Linked DNA regions of Mus musculus: region 1 is linked to region 2. A link is a contact called in public HiChIP or PLAC-seq data. All regions are on one chromosome and are shown on one strand. Each heading gives the region's core, a stretch centred on a gene start, on an enhancer-like site or on the middle of the called end of the contact. The rest is flanking DNA. Distances are from core to core; before and after follow the strand shown.

Region 1 (5,178 bases), core at 2,185-4,684, 190 kb before region 2:
GATGGCTCAGTGGGTAAGAGCACCCAACTGCTCTTCCAAAGGTCCAGAGTTCAAATCCCAGCAACCACATGGTGGCTCACAACCATCCGTAATGAGATCTGACGCCCTCTTCTGGAGTGTTTGAAGACAGCTACAGTGTACTTACATATAATGAGTAAATAAATCTTAAAAAAAAAAAAAAAAAAAAAAAAAAAAAGAGTTCAATTCCCCAAACCCAAGTCCGAAGGTTAACGGCTGCCTATAACTGCAGCTCTAGGGGATCCAACACTCTCTTCTGGCTTCTCAGTCATTAAATGGAATGATTTGATATATGTACGCCCCACTGGAAAATCTTGACAGTGTTACAGTGTGTGAGGATCAGGCTGTGTGTAAGTGCCCCTACCCCACTAAGCCATCCGGATCTCCCTACACAGCCCAACCATTTTCCTCAGGAGACTTTCTAAAGTTTATTTTGATTTATGTGACAAGAGACTGTACCTTATGTGAGCGTGTTGGATTCCCTGGAGCTGAAGTCCCAGGAAGTTGTGAACACCCTCATTTGGGGTTTGGAAACAAACCTTGGGTCCACTGCAAATGCAGTTATGTGCTGCGTCATCTCTCCAGTCCGCCTGCCAGGATCTTGCTGGGATCTCAGGCATGCACCACCACACCAGGCTTTCATTTTCCGTTTGCATTGCACGGGACAGCAGAACTCTTCCACAGCTGACATTCTCCATGCCAATCCCTACCCCCACCCCCACCCCAGCCAGATCAGTGACACAGTAGGTTAGTTTCATTAAGGATTTAAAGAAAGTGCTACAGTGTCCCTTTCACCTGGTTCCTAATTGGAGACAGGCTTCTCTCCAGTCTCCAACCCTTTGAAACTAACCTGTCTTTCATGGCAATTCACACTCCCTAGAGGATCCCAGCCTCCTGCTCTAATTACCTTCCAAAAACACCGTTACATTTGGGCTAGCAGTTTTTAAAAACATCCAAGTGTATTTTCCTGAAAGCTGCCGGGTGGACTAATTTGCACTAGAGTGGAGAAGGACCACTTGCCAGACGAAAAGCACTTGGAAGTCTTGAGGGAACACAGGCCTCTTAGCTCCGGCCCCTGTGTTTGACAACAGGGCAAACACCATCACCAGTACATTTCCCACACACCTTCCTGTGAACAGCCGCTAGCTGTTTACAATACATTCCACGCACGCGCTCCTTTGCTTAATCCCTGTAGCTGGCCCGCCAGGTCGGAGTGATATCTGTGTATTTTTAGCACGATGAAAGTAACTGGCAAAGCATAGCAGCTGTCCAGTGGCTGCTCAGGTCAGCTGCACTGCAATGTTGTGGCATGTACACAAGTTTATTTTCTTTTTCTCTCCTTCTCCCTGGCCCCCCCCCTCCCCCCCCCGCCTCCGGGTTGTAGATCATTTCTCTTTAACACACTTTTGCTAGCAACCTGAAATACAATCTTCCTGCACGGGAAATTCTATTTCTCTTGCTTGTTTTTGAGACAGGCTCTTGTAGATGCCAGTGGAGACCAGAAGAGGGCACTAGATCCCTTGAAACAGGAGTTACAGGTAGCTGTAAATGGCCGGAGGTGGATGCTAGGACCTAAACCCAGGACCTCTGCAAGACAGTCCTATACCTGCTGAGCCATCTCTCCAGCCTTTCATTTAGTTATCTTATATTAAGATCTGAATCTTTGTGTCCCCCCAACATTTTACAACCCTAGATCCTTCAAGGTTGTAGTAGTATAATGTAGGCAGCCTTTGGGAGATTAAAAAACAATATCTACTTCATAATTTGTCAGGGTCCAGGGCAAAATATAAGTGAGCAAGTCCATGAAACCAGTCTGTCCCACGTATTCTACTACAAAGTGGATTTTTTGGATACATTTAAGAGCTTCCTTTTCAATTATTTTTCTGTGCTATTCTTGAAGTTTATTCTCTTGGCCTAACACTCTTATAAACCCCTCTTCCTCAAGGCATATATAACTGAGGGAGACGGGACCTGAGCAACTTCTTCAGGGAGTCCAAGAATCCCTACCCTTCCAGCGTTTTAGAACAGTGATTAGGAGTCATACCTCTCATCAGCCTCAAGAGATTCTGGCCCAAGAATGTACCATTTCAAGACTTTCTTGGGGAGTTGGGGTGGAGAGGAGGCTCAGCGGGTAAGAGGAGATCCGCCACCAGGCCCAAGGCTCTGAGTTCAAACACTGAGACTTGCATGTTGGAAAGAGAGAGCTCTGTAGACTTGTGTACTGAATGTCACGCTCATACCACTACATGGGTGCAACTTACACATGCACACAGACACGGATGAATAAATCGTAAACCCGTAAATAATCTTCCTTAGAGAGTTTTACTAACTTCTCCCTTTTGAAGTAGGCGATTTTGGTCTAACAGTCGCTTCCTGCCTCATTCCCTACCACCCCTCAATGTTCAGGAACACACATGGTCTCTCACCCTCCACTTTGGTCCTAATCTCCTCTTCTGGCATCTAGACTTCCTCTCCCCAAGTCCAGCACGACTGTATTGACTGGACAGTCTCTGAAGTGCACAGACGTCACCCAGCAGATGTCAAGGTGCTCCCACAGCTACCTCCAAGACTGCCTCTACATCTGAACCACGTGACCTTCCCACAAGAACCCTTTAAGAACTGGGGCTGAACTACAGGCTTCTTGGTGTCCCCAGCCATCAGAACAGTCTTCATATATTGAACACTATCCGCTTTCCATACTTGTTTATGGAAACAAATGAACCAACCACCTTCAGGACACAAAAGCCACACATAATTCTATGCAGACTTCTTTGCTAGCCTTTATGCAATAAATCTGCCTAACAGACAAGAACCACTTACTAATAATTCTTGGTAATCTCTCCGAACACTCGGAGGCATCCGAAGTGAGTTCTGCTTTGAGCCCTGGCCTCTCAGCTCCCTGTGTAGCTGAGGATCTTGAACTCCCGAGTGATTCTCCTCCCTCTGAGCCCGAGCTACCGTGCATGATTCCTAAAATGCTTCGTGATGTTTCAAGCATTCTTAAAAAAAAAGGCTAAGAAATGATTAGGGATAAATCCAAAACTAAACTTTTCCGCCTGAGAATCCTGGCGTTCGGGAAGCTGAAGGAAGAAGATTGGGGTTCGAGGCCTGCCTGGACTGATACATTGTACTAGTCCCAGAAACACAAAATTGAAAGAAAAAACAGTTCCTTCACGTAGACATGGGTAATTATGTAAGAATCTTTAAATTAGAAAAATAATTTCTGTGTCCACAGTCCAGTCTTCACGTGACTAGGAAGGGCGGCACTGGAGGAGTCACGAACCCTAGCCGCACACTCAGGCTCGCCCTCCGTCGGTTCCGCGTGGAAGCGCGATTCCCACCCCCATCTCCCACTCACTTCCGCGAAGAGTACCCAGAGCGCAGGCGCAACCTCGGGCCCGCCTTTCAGAGACCTCCCAGACGCGTGTTGGTGATTGCGCATGTGCAGAGGGGCTAGGACGGGTAATTCCGCGGGAGCAGGTAGGTCTCGAGAACTCCCGCGACTGGCTCCTCCCACCTAAAAAAAAATTAAGCCGGCGGGGCTCCTTCGCCGTGCGCACGCGCACTGCGTGCAGGAAGATCGCGTGTGTGAAGCGAGCCTAACGCATGCGCATTTAAAGCCCCCCGAAATTCATGACGTCAGCCACACCATCCTGTTTGTAGCCCCGTTCCCCACAATCCCGCTTTTAAAGAGCTAGAATCTAGTTCTGATTGTGGTTTTGACTTATAATTTTATTTTATTGTTATTTAAAAATTCACTATGATTCTTGGTAGAAATGTAAGTTCGCATAGTGTGGTTGGCTAAATACAACAAAATGTTTTGTTTAATATTTTTGTGTATGACTGTTTTGGGGGTGTGTTCCTTGTGCCAGGGGAATCCAGAAGAGGGAGTCAGAGCACCTGGAACTGGAGTAACAGACGGTTGTTGCCTGCCATGTGGGTGCTGGGAACAGAACCCAGGTTGTCTGGAAGAGCAGCCAATGCTCTAACCACTGAGCTGTAGATATAAGGGTCGATTCTTCCTCCCGGTCCCGTGTTCCCAGAAATAAGACTCAGACTCAAAACAGATTTCCAAATACCTTGGCCATAGAGCTAGGCTCTTCTCTGACTAGAATCATAACTTATGATAACCCACTAATTTTAATCTATATTCTGCCCCATGGCTGGTTACCTGTGCTCAGGTTCCATGCATCCTCCCAGGTGGACCTCGTGCCTGGCTCTATCCCAGAATTCTTTCTCTCTCCCAGATGTCCTACCTCCTATTTCCTGCCTAAGCCATAAGCCATCAGATTTAACTATTGACAGGTGCCACAACCATACAGTAACAGCTCTCTCCACTGAGCGGTCTCCTCAGCTTTTGGGTGGTGGTTGTTGTCGTTGTTGTTGCTTGCTTGCTTGCTTTCTTTCTTTCTTTCTTTCTTTCTTTCTTTCTTTCTTTTTTCTTTTTTCTTTTTTTTTTTGTCTTTTGAGGTAGGGTTTCCCCTGAAGGCCAGGGTGTCCTTGAATTTATACTTCTGCCTTGTTTTCCCAAGTGCTAAACTTACCACCATGCTTGGTGTAAAATGCTTTTTTAAATTGAGTACTTAGGGGGCTGGAGAGATGGCCCAGTGGTTAAGAGCACTGACTGCTCTTCCAGAGGTCCTGAGTTCAAATCCCAGCAACCACAAGGTGGCTCACAACCATCTGTAATGGGATCCAATGCCCTCTTCTGGGATATGTCTGAAGCCAGCTGTAGTGTACTCATCTAAATAAAAATAAATACATCTTTAAAATTAAGTAATACTTAAAATTAAGTATTTAGGGCTGGAAAGATGGCCCAGTGGTTAATAGTACTAGCTGCTCTTCCCAGAAACCTTCAGTCTGACTCCCAGTACTCACACATGGTAAAATCACAAGGATCAGTACTCCTGCAAATCTGATGCCCTCTCCTTGCCTCCAGTAGCACCACGCATGCATAGGTGCATAGACATGCCACCCATACACAATAATAGTAATAACTATTATTATTATCATTAATGTATTTATTAATACACAATAATAGTAATAACTATTATTATTATCATTAATGTATTTATTAAAGTCCTATTGAGTATACTAGGTCAGGATTAACATCTCCTGTGTGCTTTAATACATTTTTCTTTATTCAAGTCTGTACTGGGC
Region 2 (4,870 bases), core at 1,490-3,989:
AATACCAGTTTTGACTGCTTTAGCTTTGCAATACGGTTTTCAATGAAAAAAAAATTAATCTTCTGACTTCAGAATACTTGGGTTCTGTTTACTAAATTTCAGGATGGGCTTTTTCTATTTTTGCTAAATCACTTTGCTCATCTTTGACAGTAGTAATGTCTTAATAGTTTAATCTTCTAATCCATGAACTTAGAATGTTTTCCCATTTATGTCTTATTTTAGTAGGTTTTTTGTTTTGTTTTTTGGTTGTTTTGTTATTTACCACTGTCAGTGGACAAGTCTTGTTCCCTTGAATTTACTTCTCTGGGGTTCCATTGTGCATGAGCTTGCAATTTTTTCATTGTTCTCATTTAGAAATGGAGCTATTTTTCTAAGCTTGCCAAAATGTTTTAAGTAAAACAAGGTTTTTTGTTTTGAAGTGTACTCTCTAAATACTTCACTTTTAATTAAAAATTGTACCATTTTTTACAATATTTTTTTGTTGTTTAAAAACCATCTTATCATTGGTAGGATTTCTCTTCCAATCTCACATTTTGGATTTTTTGTTTTTTGTTTTTAATTTATGTGTGTGTTACATACATGTATGGTACGTGCATCATGGGGTGATCAGTGCCAGCAGAAATCGGAAAAGGTGTCAGACCCCCTGGAACTGCTAACCCAGGTCCACTGAGCCATCTCTGCAGTTCTCATTTTTATATTGTGAACATTTTTAAACATACAACAGCAGCAGACAGTGCAGGGAACATAACTTGTTGTTTCAGTCTCATGTAACAATTAGAGACCTCCTAAGATCCTTCATAAGAATTCGGATCCTATAGTGATAGTGCTATCACAGGTAAAATAAAAGAACTAAAAATGAAACAGTATTCTTTTACTCTAGGTGAGACTGGAGATGAGAAAACTTTAAAAAAAAAAAAAAAAAGGATGCTTCTAAATAGAACCTCTCTCCCTCTTTCAAAGAGTCCCTTACTCTAATTAGCCTCTCGGGTGTTTCCCCAAGATGCAAAGGTGAATTTTAAGTATAAATAGAATAGAAAATTTGCCAGTATTAGAAGTAGGGGAGAGCACTCAATTTTTTTCATTTTTCAGTGTGACATATGAGGCCCATCCCGTGGTGAGCTGCCCCTGTCCTGTTGTCAGTAATCCTTGATACAGGAGCAGGAATGGAGATCAGTGATAAAGCCCTTGCTTATTACATAACAAGGCCCTACCTAGCTGGAGTCTATCCTAAGACCACAAACACAAACAGGACTTCAGTTTACTTAAAAAATGCTTCCCATCCAGGGTTAGTGAACTTTATGGTGTTATTTAGCTTGTACTCCATCCAATTTTTTTATACTTTATTTTTTTGGTTTACTGTGTACTGCATGCTAAGGCCAGAAGTTTGAATAAGTTAAACATTTTTCTTTTGATAAGAAAATTTCCTTGATAATAATTGCACTTTGTCTCCTTGCTATGGAAAAAAAACACTTGTGATTGTCTCTGGGTGAGCTCACGGTCATGGACATGCTGGCTAAGAGTTTGTTTCCCTGCAACCCTACAACCTTTTTAGGATGCATGTACACCCTTCTAATTGAACCTTCTCCTTCTAACAGCTGTTTCCATTCAGCTCCCTCTCCAGAGAACTCCTCTCACCCCTCAAGCCTCACTTCCATCACCTACCCTGGGATAAAAAAGAAAAAATCCCTGAAACCGTCTCTCACACGTAGCCAGAGCAGCCTCAGCACCTCTCACCCACAGGACCTTGCTGTCCAGATGGCACACTGATTTGACATGAGGCCATTAGGTATTCATGCTTATCTTGGCACTTACCTTTTCACACCAGTGTGACCAGTATTTCCAGATGGCTCCTTTTCCAAGTTGACTTTGGGGCAGGTGAATCACTTTCAGCAGTGTTCCCTGGTTCTTAAACAACAATGAACTAGCTTGCTCCTGGAGCTTAAAGACCCTCTGTCTAAGAAACTGAAAGGGAAGGACCCCTCTGTGTAGGGTCTCTTGTGCTTTAAACTTCTTTATAGCCTGGTTCCTCACACCTTCTTCCACAGGCAGATACTACCTGCTGACGGACGACCCACATGACAGTCTTTAGCCAGCCAGCTTTGATTGAAAGTAATCAAGATAAATTAAAAAACAAAACAAAACAAACAAACAAAAAAAACTGTTCAAATGGGGCTTTACCTGACACTGAGTTCTTTTTTTTTTTAAAGCAAAAATATGGAAAATGTTTTTACACGAGCAAAATCTATCCTCTATAAAGTGAATCAAATACCAAGTTTTAAGTAATTGTGTGTGGACATCATCACTTGCATTTTTAATTTTTGCAATAAGATTTATAACGCAAATTAACAGCCAGGTATTGTAGTTCCCGTCTTTAATCCCAGCACATGGCGGGGTAGATATCTTATGATTTTGAGGCCATGAGGCCAGCCTGGTCTACATAAAGACTCTCTCCTTCTTTGTTTGTTTCTTTCTTTTTAAATTTATTTATTTTATATCTTTGAGTACACTGTAGCTGACTTCAGACACACCAGAAAGGGCAGCAGATCGCATTACAGATGTTTGTGAAGCCATCATGTGGTTGCTGGGAATTGAACTCAGGACCTCTAGAAGAGCAGTCAGTGCTCTTAACCACTGAGCCATCAATCCAGCCCCAAGACCCTTTTGTCTATCAGTAGCTCAGACTCATTGTCTTGTGACTGCCTCCTATGTTTGCATTCCTACTGTGAGAGGTTGGGTTATCCTCAAGTAGTCCACATTATGTATGCATCCAAGAATGGTGAGCACCTATCTGTGTTCAGGGCTTTGTGTAGGCATGATGGCCTGGTTGCCGGGCTGATAATTCACAGGTGATCAGTGTAATCATTAATGTCTCTCTGTTAATGCATGTTACCTGCTCGCCCTGACTTTTATTCAAAAGTGATAGTACAGAGAAGAGGGTTCAATTTAATACCCCTAACAGGATAATAATCATTTTCTCGTTTATTTGATCCATCCAGAAGTCATTTATCTTGGTTCGTTTCAATTGGAAACTTATTAGCCAGTTGACTAGATTCAATTCTAAAGAGGTAGGGTTTAAGAAAAGTAAAGAATGTTGAAAAATATGCAATATCTATGGGATATGGTGAATTGTTCTTTTGGATAAAGCCTTTCTTCAGTCTCTTGACTCTGATCTAACCATATCCACTAGGATATTTAGCTGAACAGAGTAGTCAGATAAAAGAGGTAATCTAAACCCCTCAAAACATTGTGACCCTTTTTGTAAGATAGAGATTTTTGTGTGTGACTATACAGGAAGAGGCAGCCCTATAGTACAAGTAGTTTCTCCCTGATAGAGGGGTTCAGAAGGTGTAGGGGACTGGGGTTGAAAATGGAGAATGTTCCAAACAGAACCTTATGTCCTCCCACTTCTGGCAAAACTTACTCAACAAAGTTTTCAAGAATATATTATTTAACTTTTTGAAATCTGGTAGGTGAAATTATCCCCATTTGGGAGACACCAAGAGCTGGGCTATGCTAAAAACCTTCCTATTTCTGTTTTTATCAGTTTTCTATCTCTGTTACTGGACCCTTGAGTTTATAGGACCTTAGACTGTCTTCTGTCCCTCACATGATTTCTTCTTCCTGCAGACTGTAATAAGGTAACTGACCTGTGCCTGTCCTTCTTCAAACGCTGTGGAAATATCTGTCATATTGACCTGAGGTACTGCAAGCAAGTCACCAAGGAAGGCTGTGAGCAATTCATAGCTGAAATGTCTGTGAGTGTCCAATTTGGGCAAGTGGAAGAGAAACTCCTGCAAAAACTAAGTTAGTTCCAGGACAAGTATGTAAATATGGAGGGTTGGGGGGAATACAACCAGGAAGGGTGAAAGACTGCAAAATCAAGTGGGCCTATTATTTCCCTTTGGAATTTGAAACAAGAGACTACAGGACACAGTTCTGTTTTGCAAATCTTGCCAAGGGGGAAGCCATTCAACCACCCATTTTGGGATGAGTGAGCCAGATGTTTTCCTTTGCTCTTTCTGCATCGTAACTGCACTGCTTTCTGGACCATTTCTAAGGCGGCCTTTAGAAGACATTCCAATTGGAAAGGAAGATGAGCTTTGGAGAAATCCTCTTAGAAGCCTAAGCTTGGTGTTTTTATCAGTAGTTTTTGTTTGGGGCACTTGTTCCTTGCAATGCTGAGGCTTCTGGCGTCAACATGGAGTGGACCACACACACACCATCTGCAGCCGTCGTTGATACATTTTGTTTAGTTGGTTTTGTTACATCTTACATTATGCAGAACTATTTTTGTATAAATTGTTTAAAAATTATTTATGGGAGATTTGAATGCATACCAGTGTTTTTATTATTTAGATTGCCAACTGTCCTTCAGGTAGGAGAGTTAACCTGTACTATGTCAGCATAAAAAGCCCATCTCCAGATGTGCCCAGGTGTGACAGGGGGCTATGACCTTCCACTTAAAAAGCATGTTTAACTGGATGCTGAGAGCCTACTGTGTATGTCAAGAAGCTACACAAGCATGTTGTGGATATGTGTAAAGTATAGTCCAGGTAAAACACTTTGCCAAGTTTCAATAGACTTCACCTCTCCCTCAGACTTGAGCCTTTACACTCAGGAGGGTTTGCTCCAAGCATGAGCTCTTGTATTCTACTTACATAGGTCTAATTTATACCAAGAATCAGGTAGAATAAATGTGCCCACACCCTCTCCTTTGTCCTCCTCCTCTCAAGTGTTCAGTTCTCACTTTAGTTGGTAAGTTCTGCATCCCTTGTTGTTTGGTGGTGTTTCCTAACCTTTCCCTGATGCAGTTTGACCTTTGTTGGATTTATATAAACAATTGTACAAAAAAAAAAATCTACACTGTGTT

Evidence for each region. HiChIP or PLAC-seq counts read pairs in DNA pulled down with a chosen protein or histone mark.
Region 1: a contact with region 2 is called in an RNA polymerase II HiChIP or PLAC-seq map of embryonic stem cells, with 13 read pairs. The contact joins two enhancer-like sites. A contact is called at or near these places in 2 of 39 promoter capture datasets (hippocampal neurons and stem cell-derived epiblast-like cells), 1 of 15 datasets of contacts at CTCF or cohesin (embryonic stem cells), 6 of 484 Hi-C or Micro-C datasets (the N1E-115 cell line, embryonic stem cells and forebrain), 5 of 115 datasets of contacts at active chromatin or transcription factors (the 230-238 cell line, embryonic stem cells and large pre-B cells) and 5 of 9 other capture datasets (adipose tissue, embryonic stem cells, liver and 2 more).

The regions. Positions count from the first base shown.
Region 1 is chr5:123,056,332-123,061,509 of GRCm38.p6, reverse strand. No RefSeq gene overlaps it. Among named protein-coding and RNA genes, the nearest start is that of Morn3, 12 kb to the right of the region's middle. Within about 2 kb of position 3,434, at least 361 of the 459 cell types and tissues checked have an H3K27ac peak or open chromatin away from gene starts, as enhancers often do. A contact at or near this core is called in embryonic stem cells and pancreatic islet, where this site is marked.
Region 2 is chr5:122,870,655-122,875,524 of GRCm38.p6, reverse strand. It overlaps Kdm2b (lysine (K)-specific demethylase 2B), which reads left to right. Exons shown (of 23, transcript NM_001003953.2): 23 at 3,628-4,857. The coding sequence ends at 3,809. Among named protein-coding and RNA genes, the nearest start is that of Rnf34, 23 kb to the right of the region's middle. Within about 2 kb of position 2,739, at least 15 of the 459 cell types and tissues checked have an H3K27ac peak or open chromatin away from gene starts, as enhancers often do. A contact at or near this core is called in embryonic stem cells and pancreatic islet, where this site is marked.